3 separate regions of the Mus musculus genome follow, and all the other regions are linked to region 3. The links are chromatin contacts, called in public promoter capture Hi-C maps. All regions are on one chromosome and are shown on one strand. The core of a region is the stretch at or near the end of the contact, and the rest is flanking DNA. Distances in the headings are between cores, read along the strand shown. Region 1 holds the start of Cdc42se1 (CDC42 small effector 1). Region 2 holds the start of Zfp687 (zinc finger protein 687). Region 3 holds the start of Polr3gl (polymerase (RNA) III (DNA directed) polypeptide G like).

Evidence for each region. Promoter capture Hi-C pulls out the DNA fragments that hold promoters and counts their contacts. Capture Hi-C pulls out chosen DNA fragments and counts their contacts.
Region 1: a contact with region 3 is called in a promoter capture Hi-C map of pre-B cells. The contact joins the promoter of Cdc42se1 here to the promoter of Polr3gl in region 3. A contact is called at or near these places in 3 of 39 promoter capture datasets (hippocampal neurons, liver and pre-B cells).
Region 2: a contact with region 3 is called in a promoter capture Hi-C map of liver, with 4 times the contacts expected there. The contact joins the promoter of Zfp687 here to the promoter of Polr3gl in region 3. A contact is called at or near these places in 1 of 39 promoter capture datasets (pre-B cells) and 2 of 9 other capture datasets (adipose tissue and liver).

Annotation. Positions count from the first base shown.
Region 1 is chr3:95,226,677-95,230,696 of GRCm38.p6, forward strand. Cdc42se1 (CDC42 small effector 1) reads left to right here and starts at 1,748. Exons shown (of 5, transcript NM_172395.3): 1 at 1,748-2,189. Mllt11 (myeloid/lymphoid or mixed-lineage leukemia; translocated to, 11) reads right to left here and starts at 2,001. Exons shown (of 2, transcript NM_019914.4): 1 at 1,408-2,001.
Region 2 is chr3:95,014,065-95,017,792 of GRCm38.p6, forward strand. It overlaps Zfp687 (zinc finger protein 687), which reads right to left and starts at 1,393. Exons shown (of 9, transcript NM_001357863.1): 1 at 1,256-1,393. It overlaps 4930481B07Rik (a long non-coding RNA gene), which reads left to right and starts at 1,465. Exons shown (of 2, transcript XR_003954670.1): 1 at 1,465-2,213; 2 at 2,577-3,728.
Region 3 is chr3:96,592,624-96,596,312 of GRCm38.p6, forward strand. It overlaps Polr3gl (polymerase (RNA) III (DNA directed) polypeptide G like), which reads right to left and starts at 1,558. Exons shown (of 8, transcript NM_027241.4): 1 at 1,461-1,558. It also overlaps a transcript of Ankrd34a not described here.

The DNA.
Region 1 (4,020 bases), core at 498-2,997, 1.4 Mb before region 3:
GATAAACTGACTTCCTAACAACTGTAACCTAAAAAAAGTTGCCTAAATAATTTATCAGGGATGGACAGAACTATCATCCAATGTAAAAAGCTAGTCCAGTGTGGCAGAGCACAGCTGTAGTCCCAGCACTCAGGCTGAAGCAGGACGACTGTGGGTTCAAAGCCCCCCAAAACCAAACCAAGACCATGAACGAATATAAAACAAAAACAATTTAAAAGAAAATGTGTGAGATATTAAAAGGCTGAAAATCTCTAGCTATACCATTGACCTATCGACATGTACAGAGAGACTCAAATTTGTCCCAGAAAACAGACATAAAGGCATATGTGGCATTAAAATAAAAAAGACCGGCTGCTCTTCAGCTATCGTCCCCTTTCTTTCCCTAAATGCTCTTCACCCATCATTTTATCTATTTTTGCTTATCCTAAGGGCTCTGGATGGTGAAAATTGACATATTTGCTCAGTAAATGCCACCCAGTTATTTTATGCAGAGTAACTTCTAAATTTTCATTGTCTATTCTTAGAGATAAAATGATTAGTAGATACACACATTTAAAAGATACACTTTCTTTAAACTACCTGGACACACCCAAATACCCTTTGTCCAGATCCCCCCAAGAGCATTCAAGGCCTAATCCACAGGGCCTTGCTGTGTCATGCTGCCACCATGCAGTCTAAGGAGGGATGGTGGTGGATGAAAATGGAGGCTTCCTGGTATTTCTCATGTTGCTCTAGGATTTTCCTATTAGCCACAATCCTCCCCTTTTTCTAGGAGGAGCTGCAAAGACAAATCTGCTGTCATAAGTAGTTCCTGTGAGCTACACTGATTGCAGCATGCCATCGGGCAATCCCACAATGGCTCCCACCTGTCCCACCTAAAGCCTCTTTGGAGCAAAAATCTGAGATAGGGAGGAGATTGTTAAAGGTTCCAATCACTCTCAATAGCATCTCATGTTTAAAAAAAAAAAAAAGTACCCTACTCCCCAAACCTCCCTACAAGAGACAGAAAATCGAGGGGGATAGAAATACAAGGGAGTAGAGGCTACAATAATTACAGTAGGAATAAAGATTCACCAAATAACTGGTAGCAGAAATTATAGCTTGAAAAGGAAGATATAGATAACTAGACACTAGACAGAAGCCATTAGATGCACAGGGCAAAAATTATAGGAAAATGAATACATGAAATGAAGAGCTAAATGCCGAGAGATGATTACAGGTAAAGTGCTAGAAATGAATGCCTAGGTCCATGGTAAGGCATGGATGGAGATCTTAACAGATAAAAAATCTGGTAACGAATAGTAACCCATTGTTCATAGCGCCCCCTTCTCTCCTCTTAAACTGCCCCCCACCTCGGTCTCACACGGGGTCTTTCAAGCTTAAGAAGCGGTCCCTCGTCTTGGTTACCTGTTAGCAATGAATGACTAGGGTGTTCCGAAGACGGAAGGGATGCCTCAGGGGCTCGGGGGTCGGCTCTGGACTGGAGAGGAGGAGGCTGCTGAAGGAAGCTGTCGCGGATGTGACGGCTTTGTCTCCTCACGCCTTCTCCCTCGTCTGTGACAGAATCTGCCGCTGGGTCTCCCCTGCAATGCAGCCCCTCCTAGCAAGGGCGGAAGCACTCCCCGCCCCCTCTCTGCCTGACTCGGCTAATTCGAGGGATAGGTTCCGGAACACGCTATCCACCGTAGAGCCTCTCCGTCGGCTCGCACCGCACCCCCACCTCTCCAAGTACCCTCGTGCTGACTGGAGCGCATGGCTGAGCAGTTAATTGTCCTCTAACTTAGATGTATGGGTTAAAAAGTCTTCCGGTTAAACAACAGAATGGCCCTCCTTTCCCACTGTAAGGACTAAAGGGGACTTTGGGAGACTCAGAAAGGGCCCCAGCGCATCGTCCTCTCAGCGCCTGCAGCAGGTGGACAGACTAGCACAGACAGTTGGGGTGCCGCGGTTGTCCCCGAGCGCGGTGCTTGCCGCTGTCCCCGCGGGCCACGCCGTGCGCCCCGAAGCTGGGCGGAGCGCTGCGCTCCGCTCTCAGCCCCTGGGTTTCGTAATCGCGTCGCCGGCGTTTCCGCCCTCCGCCAGCCCCACCTCTGCCGGCCCGCCCTCAACTCCCCGCCGTGCCGAGAAGCAGCCAGGGGACCCGGAGTGGCGGAGCCCCCGCCCGCAGTGGGGACGCCGGGGAGCCGCAGGTAAGAGCGCCGGGCGAGCCGGGCTGCGCGCGGGCGGCGGGGAGGGGAGGGCAGGGCAGCGGGGAGGTCGCGATCACAGTACACGCGCGGGCGGCGCAAGCCACGGAGAGGCAGGGAAGCGGCGACTGCAGCGTGGGGCCGGGTGGAAGGTGCGAAGCGACAGGGGCTCCTCGCCGGCCCTCTAACCTGAGAGATCTGCTGTGCTAGAGAATCCGAAGTGGTGCTGGGCCCCGGAAGGTCTAAGCCAGAGTGAAGCAGCCACGGAGAACATTGACAGAGCCAGTACAATTCATCGAAGTTCCCATCCTGGGTCGCAGTGGGTGGGGGACGGAGCTGGAGTCTGACGGAGAATATTGGGGGAGGGGAAGAAATTAGGATCTCCTTCTGTTAACTTTTAAGTATCCCCAGCCCTTCCCTGGGGTTAGGGCAGGGTTGGTGCTCGGACAAATATCTGTAACTTGTTTGAAAATGGGGCCCATTCCTCTCTTGGGAGTCCCTCAGCAGCCCGCTATGTTTGGAGGGTCTCCACACAGGGACCAGCTGCATCCCCGGGCTTATAGCCAGAATTTGCCCACACGATTCTCAAGTCTCTTTCTCTCCAGCTGCTTCTTGCTTCTTGTGAAGGCTTGTCAGACAGCGGGTTGGAGAGGGAGGCCTTGGGGCCGGAGGCAGCGGGACCGGGAGAACCGGTTTGGGGCTACCACAGGCTCGGGGAACTACCTGTGTACATCCTTCCTCCCCACCTCTCTCCTGCTCGCCCCTCTACAGCTCTGAAGTGTGTAAGGCCCACCGGGACGATGACGGTGGTTTAGGGTTTGTCATTTCAAGTTCTGGGTTTCTGGTGGAAGTGAGAGGGGCCCTCCTGTCAAGGATGTGGCTTTCTGCGCTTTTGTCCCTGATCCCTCCTGGCTTCCTTTTTACTGTGGGGATGAAGTAGTGGGCCATGGATTCAGCATCCCACCCTCCCCAGCTAGCCAGCTCAGGCTTTATTTGTTCCCAGCCCATTCGTTGGCTGCTTTGAAGAGGAGTGACAGCCAAAGCTTAGTACTTCCTTTTCTGGCTTTGTTCCTCCTCCCCCCCCCCCCACCCCACCCCACCCCACCCCCAACTCCCGCACTACCACAGTGACCCTGGCTGGTCTTCACACTCTGACACGGGCCTCCAAGTTTCAGAGACCCTAATGTCCTAAGGGAATGGAATTTCCTGGTCACTTCTCATCATCATTGGTGGTTTCACGCCAAGTCCCACACACACTTTCCCTCCACCCAGCTTGGTCAGGTCCCTGGAAGAGAAACAGAACTGTCCTTGTTCCCTCCTCGGCCCCCTTTCCTCTCCCTCCTCCTTCCCGCTTCCAGCATCGGCCACCCCTGACCACGCCGCCGGCTCGGCTCGCTTGGGGCAGGGTGGAGGACGTTGGTAGAGCCCTGCCTCAGTCTGGACTATCTGGTAGTGTTAGGGGTTTCCTCTGATTCTTTATTGTTTTCTCCATTTCCCCCAAGCCTTACCACCTGCCACCATCTTGATGAGCCTTGTGACTGACTTTCCCACTGACCAAGCCTCCCCTCTCAGGGCAGCTGTGCTCTGGACTTCAGTCTCATTACTCCTCCCTTCCAGGGGTGGGAAAGGAAGTGAAAGAGAGTCCAGACTCTTGGGTTCTTTCCTACCCTAGAAGCCTTATTCCACTGTTTGAGTGATCTCATCTCAAGGCTGCTACAAAACAACAAAGAAAAATGTCCAAAAAACAAATTGAACTCGGTTTTTTGTTGGTTTTTTTTTTTTTTTTTGGTCTGTCTAGGCTACTGGAAGGCTAGGCTTCCAGCCTCAAGCCTGG
Region 2 (3,728 bases), core at 143-2,642, 1.6 Mb before region 3:
GAAGCCTGGGCTACCTTCCCACTCAAGCTCCCAGCAGGGTGGGTCGGTGGAGTACAAACCAATGGGGACTAAGAAAACACCTGCGAACCTACCTCTCCCAACCACCTCCCTCTGGCGTGCAAGTGACTTGGAGGTCATCCGATAGCCACCTGGAGCAGACAGTGGGCCAAACACAGAGGCTTAAGGCCAATGAAGATCCTCCACTCAGCCGCCAGGCCTGTGGAGCTGCCATCTCCCTACCTACTTTCCCCCTCTGTTCTTCAAAAGCAAAGGGGGCTTAACAAGAAAAGGGTGAACAGACACCGGTAGGGTGGGGGCTCCATTGCCCTTTGCCCAAGGCCTACAGCGCAGAGCAAAAGGAAGGGGCCAGAGCACGGCCAGGGGCGATTAGGTTGCGGCCAAGCTGGGCAGCGGGCGGCATTTAAGTCCCTGCCATCTGCCAGGGACTGGCGCGGAAAGTAAGTCCGGGGTTTCGGGTAGGGGACAAGAAGTACATTTAAAAACTAAAGGGTAAACTGAGGCGAGTGGTGCTTCTTTCACTTTCACCGGCTAAGAACTCAAGGGAGGGCCTCGGTGAGGCCAGGCCCTTAGGATCTGCGGCGCTGCACATTGGGGGCCAGGACTCCCCGGCAGTGGGGAGTGGCGCGAGGGGAGTGGAGACACAAGAGGGGGCGGTCCCTGCGTGATTCTAAGCTCTGCAGCCAGGTCAGTCCAGACTCGAACCTGGTCCCCTTCATCTCTGCGCGCCGGGCAGCTTGCCCTGTCTCTGACCCCCAGAGGCTCTCCCCAGACCCGAGTGACTGCAAGGAGCTCGCCAGGATCGAGGCGCTAGCCTGAGTCCTGCCTGGGTCCGGACGCTGACCAGCACCCGGTCGGGATGCAGGCTCCTCTCCTGCTGGGCCCAATTCCCCCGCCCCCACCGCCCGGCACGGACACCATTTTAGGTCGCGACATCCCGCAGCCTCGAGTCCCCCGGCCGCACTCTGACTGCCTCTCAGTCTAAGAGCGCCAGGACTTAGGGGTCCAGGAACCCCCTCCCACGTTACCAGGCTAGGGGGCCGTGCTTCCAGCAAACTGGAGTTCCCACCGGTGGTCCTCGAAGAAGAAGGCGGCGACCCGGCCAGGCCAGCAGCCGCCCCAGGGGGCGGCGGCACGGAGAAGGGGGTAGTTGACCAAGTGGGGGAGGGGCAGGGGTATTTACCCGCCCCCCCGGGGGGCGGAGCCAGGGGCGGGTATTTGCCGCGAGCGTGCTTACTTGTTCCGATCCTGGTGCGGGCTGAGACCCTACGGCCTCCTCCCGGTTCCAGCCGCCACCGCCGCTACCGCCGCCGCCGCCCTCCCCGCGGCCGCCGCTACTTCCTGCTTCTCTCCGCTTCGGCCTCCCCTCTCCCTCAGCTCCCTCCGTGCTCCTAGTCCGGGCTGCCCGCTTTCATACTCGCCATTGGCTAATGGACCTGTCATTCAACTGTGAGCCCCACCCAGTCCCGTATGGGATTGGCCCTCCATACCCCGCTCGGAACTGGCCCCTCATAGTCTTCTCATCACTATTGGACAAAGGGCCTGGGCCCTGTGGAGAAGGTTCTCCCCATTGGCTGCTCCGGAGTCCACCTGCCCTGTCTGAGCAGCCCGAAAGCCATTGGCCGCCGCCGCTGTCGCTTAGCAAGAAGCCAGCCTTAGTCTTCGCTTTGGGTTGCGAGGGGTGACTAGCTAGCTCAGAAGCGTAGCCATCCTCTCTCCATTGGTCGCTCGAAGCTGGACACTGTGCCTCACATCTACAAACTTAGGAACTCTAGCTGTATGGCGGCGCGTCTAGGGGAACCTCGTCGGCTCCGTGTGGAACCTGGGTGTTTTAAGTGTTCGTGCCGTTTCCTCAGGCTAAGCCGCGCTCGAACGGATGCGGTGCTGGGGGTCACAAAATGAGGTGCCACCCCCAAACATTACGTCATCGGGGTGACCATTGCCTGGGGTTCCTCGCAGTCTAAACTGCTTTATAATCCGGATGGATGCGGTTCTGGCGTCCGCCTGCCTCTGGGCGTACGCACCACGCACGGCCCCTCCCTCTGCGGGAGAGCTGGACAGACTTTGGGATTCCGAGTGTAAAAGAAACCGGAACCACCGAGACCTGAGACCTGGGACACGCTGCGACCGGAAGTGGGGGAGGTGACGTTGGGAAGTGCTGGCGTGGCCTGGGCCACAACCAAGGAGAGCTTAAGGTAGTATGCTGATAGGCTTCTTACGCGAGAGAAGGAGGGAGCCCAGATCTATTTCCCATTTAAGAGAGCTCCCTTTTCTCCGCCCCTGACGGGAGCTGGCATTACTGTTCCCGTTGAGCTTTCCCGCGCTTTGCTGCCCCGCCCCTTGGAGGTGGGAAAAGGGGCGGAGTCGCCAGGGAGACGAATTGCCTTGACACTCACCCACCTGCGCTGGCTCAGGTTTTTGCTGGATCCATCTGCAGGCCCAGTGTGCCACCTGGCGCGCTCTCTACCCTGGCCCCGCGCCGCCGCCGCCCACCGCGACCGCAGCCGTTTCAAATGACAAGGGTTTTTAAATTTCTGTTTTATTTTCACTTTTTGCAGTGTTCGGAGTGGAACCTAGTGCTTCACCCAGTCCAAGCAAGCAGCCCACCGACATAGCAGCTTGGCGAGTGTTTTTGTTTTGTTTTGGCGATACTGATTATTGGACGTTGGGAGTCGCACACGCTTGGCAGGTGCACTCGTAACACTGAAGCTACTCTATACCCTATCACTTTTTGGGACAGGGTTTCCACTAAGTTGTCCTGCCTGCCTAGTAACTAGGGCTACACTGTTGCGCCATCAGGCCCAGGTTTGGGTAAAGCTTTTAAAAGAAGGCTCTGTTACCTCCCCTTGGACTCCCATAGCAGTGGATCCAAAAAATTCAGGCTTATGTATGGGAGGAATCTTGGAACCACTACATTCCACATGATGACATCAGACAAATCGTTCTACCTCCCTAAACCTATTGTCTCATGAATAAAATGGTAACTATAATATCCACCTGCCAAGATTATTTTTGTGAGCATGAAAAGCTTAGAAGGCAGAGTGCTATTTATATAGCGATAGCAAACAACGGGATAAATGCAGCCCCTACCTTTGCCTCATCTGCCATATTTCTCAGAGGTGCTGCAGCTCACAGAACTCTTTCTGAATAACGAGAGTTCTTTACTGGAGAGCTGAGGCTGTGGCTCCGTTGGTAGATTATATTTTACAAACTTGGGTTCGGGTTTTATGCTCATAATCCCAGCACTTGGAAGGTGGCGGCAGGAGTACCAAGTTCAAAGCTACTTTTGGCTCCATAGGGAGTCTGATTTCCACCCGGAATACATGAAACTCTTGAGTCCAACAAGGGAGAAAAAACCCTACTGAATATATTCCATTCCCATATTTTCCTCTGGGTCTTTCTATAGGTTTAATAATTACTATTCATATACATGTATTGTGATTAGAGCTTTATGTTCTCATTAATCCTTACAACTCTAGAGGAAAGTATTAGTATGGTCATTTTATAGAGAAGGAAACAAGCACAGGCAGGCTAGATTAACTGATTTACACAAAGTCAGAAGCAATGAAGTTAAAATTTTGAGAATTCAAAAGAGTAAGTGGTGAATTACAGATTCCCTTGCCAAGAGAATTCTGTATAGAAATTTGTTCTTCAATTAGATGTACTAGTCATTTGTTTAAGAAATATTTTTCAAACTAGATGTAGTGGAA
Region 3 (3,689 bases), core at 308-2,807:
ATATGCACCATGGTACACACTCCACCCAGGCCCACTAATAATAAGTAAGTTTAAGTTGAATAAATTCAAAGGAAAAAGTGAAAGAGTGGACCGACCTGAAAAGAGCTAGTGAGTTCTCTTCCTAAAGATGCTGTTTCAGAGCTAGGGGTGTAGTTCAGGGGCAGAATGAATGCTTAGCATTTGTAAGACCGGACTCACATTTCTCAATTTAAAAGAAAAAAGCTTATTTGGGGTGCAGTGGTACAAGCCTGTTATCCCAGAAAGGGTGAGGCAGGAGGGTCATAAGTTGGAGGTCAGCCTGTTTGCCCTGCATAGAAAGAACTGGTTTCGAAAATATTTTCCCACATACTAAATAACAATTTATTGAATAGATGTTATCAGAGGGTTCATTGTGATCCCGGTTGTCTAGCACTGTGTCTGCTATGTAGTAGGTTCTCAGTAAATATCTGTCTTTTGAACATGTGTCTACAGACTCTGTGAGTCACAAAGACTCCCTTCTGGTTCTTTTTGTTGTTTTCCTTCTCTGGTCTGAGAATAACTATAAAACATTAATGCAATAAACCACCAGTTCAAAGACCCCTAATTATATAATGTTGTCTTTTATTGTTCCCTAATTATATCAGGAGTTTAAATTTGTCCTCCTTGACAAGAGCACTGGTTCCCACAAATCAATTCCACTCGATTAACGCTTACTGAACACAATGTATTAAGTACCCCAATCTGTCCCATCAAACCTTCCGTTCATAGAATAGAAACAGTGAAAGAGAACATATAATCCTAACACCGGGGGTACTGTGGCAGGGGGAATGCAAACTGGAGGCCAGTATGGGCTACATAGCAAGAGTCTGCCGATAAAAGCATGGGAGGGATGGAAAAAGTCAGCCTCGTGAGATGGTAAATACTCGTGTTGCCAAGTGGCCAGGAAACAGGCTGACTAGCTCAAGTTGTCCTCTGACCTCCTTGCGTAAGCCATGGCTTGTACGTACCCCCCCCACACACACACAAATAATGTAATTTTAAAAATTAAAGAGATTCCAATAGTGATAATCGGACTTTGTCAGGTCGGGGATCAATAAATTCTTCACGGTGGTCTAGGAAAGTGGTGGGTAGAGGGTAGCGGTTCAGTTGACTTGATAGGTAATAAGAATCTGTCAGGCTCTTGACAGGGGGCTAATGTTACGTTAATGGGTGCGGGAGAAGCTGGTACCATAGAAGAGTCTGAGCTACAAGAATGAACCTTCCTCTCCTGCTTTAATATCTGTCCCCAGGCGCGACAGCAAGCTGTCTCCGGCGTACAGTCAAGACAGCAGTGAGAGCCCGGGGAAAAAGGGGAGGGATTTAGAAGGGGGCTGATCCAACAGGCTGACAGAAAGCGTTATCTACGTCGCTGTCGGCGCCGAGGGACTAATTCGGGAAGTACCGAACCAAACCGGGTCAGAGCCACCAGGTCGAAGCCTTACCTGCCGTCCCTCCCCCACTCAGGGCCCACGCAGCCGCCAACTTGAAATTTGCTTTTCTTCTTCCAGCCCTCGTTCTAGGCCCGCCTCCCCGAGCTCTCCATTGGTGGGTTTTCCTGGCCAATCGACGAGAGCGGAGGCGGGCGAGGAGGGGAGGAGGAGGGAGCGAGCTTAACCGGAACTGAGGCTTGGGAAGTGGCGCGCTGAGACCTGGGGCTGCAGAATTCACCTCTTATGCCCAGACCGAACTAGATGGCTAAGATGTCCTGCTACTCAGAGCTCATCCAGACACGTGGCGGAGCCAGAAGAGGAGAACCGCTGCTGGGAAATGTAGCCCTGGGTCAGAGAAACCAGACTGCTCATCTGTTAACAGCTGTGCCTGCAGGAGTTCCCAGAAACACTCCAGGAGGTTCCCAACTACCGGACTCCAGCGCCCTCTTCTGGCTTAGGCCATCACACACACACACACACACACACACACACACACACACACACACACACACCACACACACACCACACACACACACACACACACACACACCACACACACACACACACACACACACACACACACACACACCACACACACACACACACCACACACACACACACACACACACACACACCACACACACACCACACACACACCACACATCACACACACACACACCACACATCACACACACACACACACACACACACACACACACACACACACCACACATCACACACACACACACACACACACACACACACACACACACACCACACATCACACACACACACACACACACACAGAGAAACACTCCAGGAGGTTCCCAACTACCGGACTCCCGCGCCCTCTTCTGGCTTAGGCCATCACATACACACCACACACACCACACACACACACACACACATACCACACACACCCTCTTTATTATTCTTCCTCAGTCACCAGCACTACTAATAAATAATCTTTAAAAGATTTTTTTTCTCTAAAGGCAGGGTCTGGCTACCCAGTCTAGGCTGGCCTTGAACTCTTGATACTCTTGACTCTGCTACCAAGCTCAGGCCCCAAATGCGGATTGTTGCGGTGTCTGAGAAGTGAGGGAGAGAAGGGGGCTTGGGACCAGAGCAGTAATTGGGGAGAGAAGGCAGGAACCCAGTGGGTTTTTTCTTTCTGTACTTTCCACTGCCCTTCAAGCCCCTTCAAGGAAAGAGGGCAGAATAGAAAGAGTCATTTTTTTTACAGAGTAGAAGTAAAGGGAAATACTTCAGGATGGATGTAAAACTAGGAGTCAGTCAACAAGAATATGACAGAGGTCAGAGAAAATGGCCTCTAGACTGGGAAGTTGCATGTGGATGACACATACTCCGTTTTTGGAATAGTATAAAAACATAGCTGTAGCGCTTTGGGGGAACTTGCTTAACCTCATTATCATTTGTTGCAGGAAGACAATAGTTCCCCCCTCATTGAGTTGTGAGGGTTGGAGATGATGTATGTATGCACATCTCTCGGCACACATCAATAGCTAATAAAAGTGGGTGATTTCCCTCCGGCTGTTTCTCCTCCTTTCCCAGGAACGTGACTTTTTGTATCTGTACTTGGTGGCGTCCACCATTTGAGTCCTCTAAGACCCTCGGTGAGCTTTCCAAACCCTTAATACCCATCCGATGCCCCCACTTTCCTTGGTACCTTCCAGCTGGACACAAACTCATCCCTAAACTATGCAGATGGAAGCCTTGGTAACCATGGAGACAGGGCAGGTGGCACGGAGAGGCAGAGGCAGTGAGCAACAGATAGGAAGAGATGAGTGATTCAGGCAGGGACCTTCAAGGAAGAGGGAAGAATGAGTCTAAGGGAGTAGAGATGTAATGAACACATCTGTGCAACAGGGGCCGGTCACCACTCTGCCTTTTTCTACCTCCTATGCACACCCCTTAAAATACTGTAAAGAGGGAATTTGGGACGGCCCCTTGCCCTAAAAATTCCCTGGGAAAACCACCTTCCTTACATTCCTAATGGGACCCAAGGGAAATGAGATCCAAGTGTCTCTATGGTGTGTGATGTTTGAGAGGGGTGCAGCGGGGATAGACTGTTGTCTGATTCCAGGCTATACTTTCCCTGATATTTAAACTACGGGAAGGGAGCCACATCTCCTGCCTCTCTGCTCTGTGGACGCCGCTGCAGATCCCAACCGCCTCCCTACACCCCTCTGCACAGTGTGCCATATGCCGTGTGTGGCAGTC